2 separate regions of the Oryza sativa genome follow, and region 2 is linked to region 1. Evidence: chromatin contacts called from public ChIA-PET data. All regions are on one chromosome and are shown on one strand. Each heading gives the region's core, a stretch centred on a gene start, on an enhancer-like site or on the middle of the called end of the contact. The rest is flanking DNA. Distances are from core to core; before and after follow the strand shown.

What was found. ChIA-PET counts read pairs in DNA pulled down with a chosen protein or histone mark.
Region 2: a contact with region 1 is called in an H3K9ac ChIA-PET map of seedling, with 3 times the contacts expected there. The contact joins the promoter of LOC4328886 here to the promoter of LOC107278261 in region 1. A contact is called at or near these places in 1 of 15 Hi-C or Micro-C datasets (panicle) and 2 of 4 datasets of contacts at active chromatin or transcription factors (leaf and seedling).

What each region holds. Positions count from the first base shown.
Region 1 is chr2:8,439,893-8,444,439 of ASM3414082v1, reverse strand. LOC107278261 (E3 ubiquitin-protein ligase EL5-like) reads left to right here and starts at 1,270. Exons shown (of 1, transcript XM_015771646.3): 1 at 1,270-2,002. The coding sequence starts at 1,354. The coding sequence ends at 1,854.
Region 2 is chr2:8,524,501-8,528,724 of ASM3414082v1, reverse strand. LOC4328886 (GDSL esterase/lipase At5g45910) reads right to left here and starts at 1,624. Exons shown (of 5, transcript XM_015771096.3): 1 at 1,015-1,624; 2 at 710-925; 3 at 413-564; 4 at 46-319. The coding sequence starts at 1,285.

The sequences.
Region 1 (4,547 bases), core at 21-2,520:
GTGTGCTTCATTTTTGTGTCAGGAGTCCTCGGGAAGACAGCCTTAGTTTTCAAGGGTTTAGAGGACCATTTGTGACACTATTTCTACTTCATTACCCTATTTGATTAGACACCATGCACGTGCCACCCCTGGCCAATGTTTCATTTTCCTACTGTCCTCGATAGTAGTTCGATATGACCTTAATGGCAACTATCACCAATAATCTTGTCAAGTTTCTTTCAAAAGAAAAAAGATTTCTTCCGAACTTGTTATCTAGACAAAACCGTTCATGCATTACCCACGGTTTTACAATCAACTGATTTAACACAGGATTTACAAAGATCGGTCACTGTATACCCCTCCGTAGCGATTTCACTGATAACCAAGTAATTATTGACAAAAACCTGTAAAATTGAAATATTTCTTTTATACTACAACTGAATTTTAGTTGACTCAAATATGGGCGGGTTTGATAAGTCTGATAACTACATCACTGTTTCAAACCTTGATTAATGGATTCATTATTTTGCTTATGCGAATCGCTAATTAAAATTAAAAAAAATAATTTATGACCAATTTTTATATCTGTGTACCTAGTGATTAAAAGTAATTGTTTGTAAAATAAATTACAACCAAAAACCAGACAAATTAACTTAAGGAATACAAATTAACTTAAGGAATCAGAGCATTTTTACCGTTCTTGAGAAGGTATCACGAGATATCAAAAATTTAGCATAAAATTTAGTACCTCTTGGTATCTAGATACTACTATTATATACTAAATTTACAATAGAAAAAATAATACATCATGGTAACTTCAAGAACCATAGAATTGCTCAAAGAATTAAGTTTTAAATATTTAAAATTTGACTTATAAGGAAACAATGGAGCTCCTAATCCCCCAATTCATCTCTCCTCCAGCATCTATCACATCATAATAATCGAGCACTAGGGGCATGTTTATATCCATTTAGAATGGCAAATGGCAAATGGCAAAAGTTTTGGTGGCAAAAGTTTTGGCATTACAAAAGTACTAGTTAGTGTTTAGATGCATGTTAAAGTTTTGCCATTCTAGCACTAAAGTGAGAGAGAAAGAGAGAGGGAGTGATCTCAAAGCACTTTTTGGCACAATTTGCTACTATGGACTAGCAAATGCCAAATGCCAAATTGCCAACTTTTGCTAATAGTGTTTAGATTCAAAATGGCAAAAAGTACTACAAAATGGCAAAACTTTTGTTATTTTGGAGGATCTAAACAGGATCTAGATCAATTAATTAATCAAATTAAGATCACTAAATTCTTAGCTCGATATGTACTAGCAAATCATTAGGCACCACCCACCCCACTACTCCTCGCCACGCGCGCGGTCGCCCCATGTCGTCCCACGACCCCAGCAGCGCCACCGCGGCGGACGCCGTCGCCGGCGGGAGCTACCGCGTGTGCGACACGGTGGTGCTCGTCTGCCTCGCCTTCGCCTCCTCCATCATCGTCTTCACCGTGGCCGTCTGCTTCCGCCGCGCCGTCACCCTGCAGGGCTACGCGGCCTCGGCGTCGGCGTCGCCGTCCGGCCGTGGCGGCGGCGCCGCCGCCGCACCCGCCGCTGTCGGCGGCCTGCGCGGGCTGGCGCCGTCCGCGCTCGCCGCGATCCCCAAGTTCGCGTACCGGAGGGGCGCCGCGGGCGGCGGCGGCGGGTGGGCGCAGTGCGCGATCTGCCTCGGCGTGGTGCGCGACGGCGAGGCCGTGCGGCGGCTGCCGGAGTGCAAGCACCTGTTCCACGTGGAGTGCGTCGACATGTGGCTGTACTCGCACGCCACGTGCCCGCTCTGCCGGCGAGACGTCGGCGCCGCCGCCGCCGCGGCCGGCGACAAAGTCTAGCGGCCGGCGCCATGGATCGCGCCCCGCAGATTTGGCAAGTTTGAGGTGTTTTAATTAGGATTAGTGTAATTATTAAGTACAGTTAGAAAGATTTCGATTCTGTAATTACAAACGAATTTTCAATATAAAGTGTCATTTGATCTCTTAATTCTGCTGAATTTTGATAGGTTTTATTTGGCTCTGCTTTAGCTTCCTACTTTCTTGTGTATACGTGCCAGTATCATTGCAAAGATGGAGTAATTAATAGTGAAAGTGATATGGATTAGATTGCACTCAACTGAATATTGGGTGGGCTGATCACTGAAAGGAGCCGAACAAATATTTTAATTAGGAACAATAATTTTGTTTGTCATTGTGATTGGCAGTATACTAGTAAGTTATATTAATGTGAAATATTGTAGGAACATTATTATATATAGACTCCTAGCTAGTTCTCAAAAAAAGAAAAAAAAACTGCTAGCTGAAAACTGTTTTCTGAAGCAAAAAATTAATATTATTTTATTGGTTCAGTTCCTTTCTAATTAATGAGTCCTCTTGAGTGCTTCTTACTTCATTTGTCCTAAAATATAAACATTTTTAGCATAGTTACAAGTCAAACATTTTAAACTTTGACTATTAATAGCAAAAATATAAAAAAGATCAAACATGTATAATTAATGCTACTAGATTTATCATTAAACAAACTATCATAATATGCACATTTTTATTTAAAACATCTTATTTTTATATTTATTGTTGGTCAAAATAACATCTCGGGAACCGTGTCAGAGTCTAAAAACACTTACATTTTGGAATGGAGGGATTTTTTGCAGAGTAATTTTTGTAGTATCAGAAAGTGCAATTATCAGAATATCATTAATTGTTTGAGTTAGTCGCGCGCGTCTTTTCTGAATTCAAAGTACCTTTCACGATGAAATATCAGATTTTGACCTCAAAATACAACAATTTCAGCATCAACACTTCGATTGGACAGCAAAATATCTGTAACATTTTCACCCCATAGTAGGTTACATGCACCGATCACTGCAAAATATCCTGCGTCGTTGTTACATATTCGTCGTCATGGGTCAATTAAATTCTTGAGATTGATAGAGCAACTTGTGAAGAATCTTGAGGTTCATGGAGCTTGTAGAGCAGGTTGACAAAGACTACAATGGACTTATCCCGTTGCACCGTGCAACTTGTCCATTGCTCATTGGATGATGGCACGTGCACATCATGTGTGTCAATGTAACATTGACACATGATACGCAACTGACAGGTTGCAAAGCTGGATAAGTTTTGTCACCCCCTGAAAAGAGAGATAACACTGAATGTGGGATATTTTCGAGATATTATTCCCCCACTGTATTGTTGCTAGTTGCCAAATTTGTCTGATTTTAAGTTGTTTTTTAAAAAAGTTTGGTCAGGAGAATTTTTAACATAAAACCTAGTATCTTAAAAACAATGAAAATACACAGTGAAGCAATATATAACCAAAGTCAAAATTTATGTGAACAAGCTATCAACTGCAGGAACTAAACAGGGAGGCATATGTTGGTGGAGTCATGGATACATGTCCATTCTCTAGGTTTGAATCCTGATACTACGAATATATTACATATAAGTTGGTACGTATTAAACAGAATGGCACCGTATATCTTTGTGCATGAGGTTAGGATTTGCTATTCGTTTCCTTTTTTTTTCAGATCATGGTTTCTTTATATTTGAATGTACTTAGGGGAGTATTTGCGGATGTGTGAGTGCGAGTATCATATGTGCGGCCCCATCATTTCGCTGATTTTAAGCATAAGCGAAACAATATATTTGTAAATGAAAATAATTTGTGAATAAAACTTTTATATATGTGTTTTTAATGATCTAAAAGCAAAAGCTGAAAAATATACTATGATGAAAGAAAATCTTAAAATCAACTCCAAATTTAAAGTTGAAAATTTAAATTTTGGCTGATAAGTATAAGTATAAACGAAAAAACAAGGCCGGTGGAGGAGTCCTTATGCACCTTATGTGTGATCGCAAAATAACTATTCTAATTAAACCAAAATGACATTCCGGCCACTTTTGGAATACAAAAGTTTCACATTAATCAATTCATTTCCGCGAGAATCGGGAAAACTTACTGTGTTCAAGTCATGTCCTCAAATTGGGCTCTCCTTTCATGGGTTGGATGGGCTGTCAATCATTACTGTGTGTACATGGAATCAGGCTGATCAAAGGCCCTGAACCCATTTCAACTGTGTGCTCCGTTCTTTCCTCATGATGCAACCAAATTGGGCCTGTTTAGTTCGCGAAAAGAAAATTTTTGGGTGTCACATCGGACGTTTGACCGGATGTCGGAAGGGGTTTTCGGACACAAATGAAAAAACTAATTTCATAACTCGCATGAAAACTGAGAGACGAATCTTTTAAACCTAATTAATCCATCATTAGCATATATGGGTTACTGTAGTACTTATGGCTAATCATGGACTAAGGCTCAAAAGATTCGTCTCGCGATTTCCCTCCTAATTGTGCAATTAGTTTTTTAATTTATCTATATTTAATACTCCATGCATATGTCCAAAGATTTGATCTGATGTTTTTGGGAAAAAGTTTTTGGGAACTAAATAAGGCGTAACTAACTAGTATATCAGTCGTCAGACAATCACTACTACCAATTCCCCGGAGAGAGTTACTGCAGGAAGAGGCTATAA
Region 2 (4,224 bases), core at 375-2,874, 84 kb before region 1:
GATGCTTCCTGAGCTAGCTAACTATCAAAGAGCTCAAGAACTTACCAAACTTCTCGGGCTGAAGCATGAACTGGATAACAGGCGTGTAGTAATCGCCATATATGATCCTCACATTGGGGTGCTTGGGCCGGAGCTTCTCAAGCATGCGCTTGAGATGTGCATTGTGCACCCATGAGAATGTGTTGTACCGACGGACGCAGCCGCTCTGGGGGCCATACCCATCGGCCGGCTCATCGAGCATGTTCAAGTAGACAGGGAAGCATCCAGTGGGCATCACACCGGGTACAATCAGCTCCCTTGCGCCCTCAGCAATCAATTGCTGCACCAAACACGAACAGTTGTATAATTGAAATCACATTCTCCACATGACCACTAACAAATAGGCGACACAACGAAGCTATTGAATTTCTACCTCGATGCCATCGGAGATAGCCTGGATGACATCCGGCATGAACTTGTAGGCCTCCTCAAGGCCCTTCCCCGCAAACAGCGGCGCATTGTAGTCGTTGCCACCAAACTCGCCGACGACGAAGAGCGAATTCGCATAGAATTCATCGCATTCCACTGCAAAAACATCAAAACAATCAGATACAATTCCCCAATCCAGTTCTCTCTGGAGATAAAAACAAAAACAAATCCCCAAATTCAGTGAGGCGAGGTAGCTACAAGGTAAGGTGGGGATTTGGGCATATGCAATTTATGATTATACCCTTGGTGGAGTTGCAGAAGAAGGGCTTGAGATCGCGGAACCACTGGATTTGGGTGAGGAGGGCGCCGGAGTTCCAGACGACGGCGCCGAGCCCCTTGGCCTCGAAGTAGGGGGTGTCGAGCGCGGTGGCGCCGGTGATGGCGAAGTTGGCGCCGTGAGCGAAGCTGGAGTTCTTGAGCTTGGACGGCGGCAGCAGCGGCAGGCCGAACTCGTCGGCTGCGATCCAAACCAAAAAACCAAACCATCAGCAACACAAAGCAGGCAGACATCGAAATCCAATCTAGCGGAGAAACCAAGGGGCGCACCGAGGTGGTCGACGACGAGGCGGCCGTCGGAGCAGCGGCCGGTGGGGTGGCCGGGGAAGGTCTGGCCGTAGGGGAGCTGGGCGGTAGCGAGGCGGAAGTCGACGCCGTTGGCGAGGAGGTTGCCGGCGTCGGCCAGCGAGTCCCCGAAGTTGAACAGCGCCCTGTACTTCCCCTTCGCCTTCCCGTTCACCTTCCCCTCCGCCGCCCCAGCAAGAATCGCCGCCACCGCAAGAACCACCGCCACGACCAAAATCCCCCGAACTGCCCCCATCGCCGCCCGCCCTATCCCTCCTCCGTTCTTGGGTCAAACCCACCACCACAAGAAGAGGGAAGAAGAAGAAGAAGAGGAAGAGAGAGGGGTAGCGGCTAGGTAGGTGTCCGGGGTGGGGGTGAGGGGGTTCTTCTTGTAGCTAGGAGCACGAGGAGAGAGAGAGAGAGAGATTGGGATGGGTTGGTGGTGGTGGCGTGGCGCACGGCGGCTTAGCTCTCTCTCTCTCTCGCTCTCGGGTCGCGTGGCGTTTTCTTCTCGCGAGCTAGCTGCCGCGGCTGCGCGGTGGCGGATGGCGATTAGTTTACTCTCGGGCTCTCTCGCGGCTTGGGGAGTAATTGCGATTTGGGATTGGGAGGGGGAGGAGTGGGGAAGAAGAGGGGAGGAGGCGAAGAGAGGAGGAAGGTGAGAAGGAAGGAAGGAAGCTGGGGGCAGGCTGTCCGGTGTGGAGGAGGTGGGGGATTCGACGGCACGTATGTGTGAGAAATGGAGGAAAAAGTGGGCTACACGGTTGGACTTTGGGGGCGTATTTCGGGCAGGGTTTGTTGGACTCGAGCTAGATGAAGAGAGCGTGTTTGGAGTCAAAGTTTTTGGTCTGGGTAATTTGGCAGTGTTAGATCAAATTGGGGAGTGGAGAGTGTGTGACTAATGGTGGGTCTAGTTCACACTAAAATTAGAAGTTTGGCTGAAATTAGAACGATGTGACGGAAAAGCTTTATGTGTATAGGAAAGTTTTCATGTGATGGAAAAGTTAGAAGTTTAAATAATAATTTTGGAACTAAACTCGGCCTGTATATGAGGTTGGAAGCTCTGGATTGGGTGAACTCATGTTTTCGTATTTCTACTTTTATTATAGAAACACAGTATAAACGTATGCGCTTATAACACGTGCACATTCACCACTATAAACATACACACGTACATCATATCCTTATGATTATCTCCGAAATATTGGACCGGCATATTTTTTTTTCTAGTATATTATTTATGTCATACATTTTCGATCTTAAAAGTTTAAATAATACTGGCCGATTGTCCTAATTCACTGGCATAAGAGATGAAAATATTACATCATTGTATAAAATGGTATGGTGGTATATTGTAACGAGTTTCATCTAGGCTCGAAAGAATTCCTATATCCGACATTATAAATAGGTAGAATAATCAAATAAGTGTGACCGCATTTTTCTTGCCAAAATGCAGTGGGGGCATGCTTGTGTCCAAATTGATAGGAGTTAATTTATAATCATCGTGTTATTTGTAAGTTGTTAGAAGTTCGTTCTGAGAAACTTGGTTTTATCCAGCTAGAGTATTATAAGTTGCAAGCACTTGTTCTGGTTTTTAATCAGAGTAATACCTCTGGCTTTAACTCAATTGAGTAATAATCGGTTGGTCCACACTAAAAATTTCCAACAGCAATTGCACCTAATGAGATCTATCATAATGCACCTCTTTAGCTAACGAAGTATAAATTGACAGCAAAACCATGGTAGTGACAACTTTTAGCATCGCAAATCCGCACGCAAAAAACTTCAGTGCATACCAACAGAACAACTTTTGACACCAGTTCTGCCCAAAATGGCACGTGTTGCCGAATATGTTCATCCAAGCAGGAAATTTAATAGACAAAGTCATGGTTGGGTTGCATTCGATTTGGCCGTCATTTTCCCTTAATCACTGCGCAGATTGCTCCTCATCATTTTACAGTTTTTTTTCCCTTCAATACTTCTTTTTTCTTACCGTTGTGTATCAATACTTAAGTACGGTAGTTTGATCGGTTTAGTGATAAGATTGTATCTAGAATGCGGGGGATTTCTCATGAAATAATTCAATTCAGTATGGATCAATAAAATATATCCCATTTGCTCCAAAGAAAACCTAAAATGCGTTGTCATTGTGCATAGCAATTTAACAATGTGTCACTGTCATAAACTGTTAGAGCTTAGAACATACTCCAGGTAGATGGATGATGAACACAAGACTACATAAGCAAAGGTCGTATGGTGGTCAATTTAAATGCGATACAACACCAACTGAAAAAGAAACGATTGTGCTGTGTTACCAACCAGTGAACCAAAATTTCTTTTCTTAAAAGGAAGAAAAGGATTGGCTGGCAGATTAAAACCACATCAGATAGGTCAAAATGATGCAAATCTGGTTGGTATGAAATTTTTAGATAAATGATACTAATATACTACTTTCTTATCCACCACGGTGCCATAACATGGGCTCCCTGAATCACCCACATTAGAAGAAGAAATTAAACTAATCCTCCCAAGTTTCCTCCTAATATCTTCTTGTTGATTTTGTTGATGGCCCTTGTGGTTCGGTGAGAAGTCAGAAGACAGCACCAAACCTTCCAGAGCAAAGTTGGTCTAACCATAAAAAAATTGCGTAAGGGGGTGGTTTCCTCTCTAAACATTGTTGTCAAGTAGTTGCAAAATACACCTCCAGTTTTTTCTAATGGTACTGGCATGTGCAGCTTTTTCACAAGAAGGAAACCACTCCAAAACCTAACCTGATAGCTGTGGTGTGACCAAATGATTGAGGCATGAAACAGATGGATTAATTTATACATTGAAAGGGGTGGAACAAACGTGGCAAATAATGAGATACATCGACTGTAGCAACAGTAGTGCATGCACCTTTTTTTTTTAAAAAAAACAATTATTGTGCAAATACTTCATGACAAAATGTAAAATACGGAATCAAGGTTTTTAAATTCTACCTAGAGTGATTAGCCATAAAACGAATTGCACTTAAATCTTCACGTTCGCAGGGATTACAGACTTGCAACGATTAGTGATGACTGATGGCTTATATATGAATAAATATATGGTATGAACTCATCCTTACGACCTTAACAACCGCTACCACCACCACCAGAAATGGGACATAATTTTTGACATGGATCATATGTTAAAAAAAATTATTATGTTGCT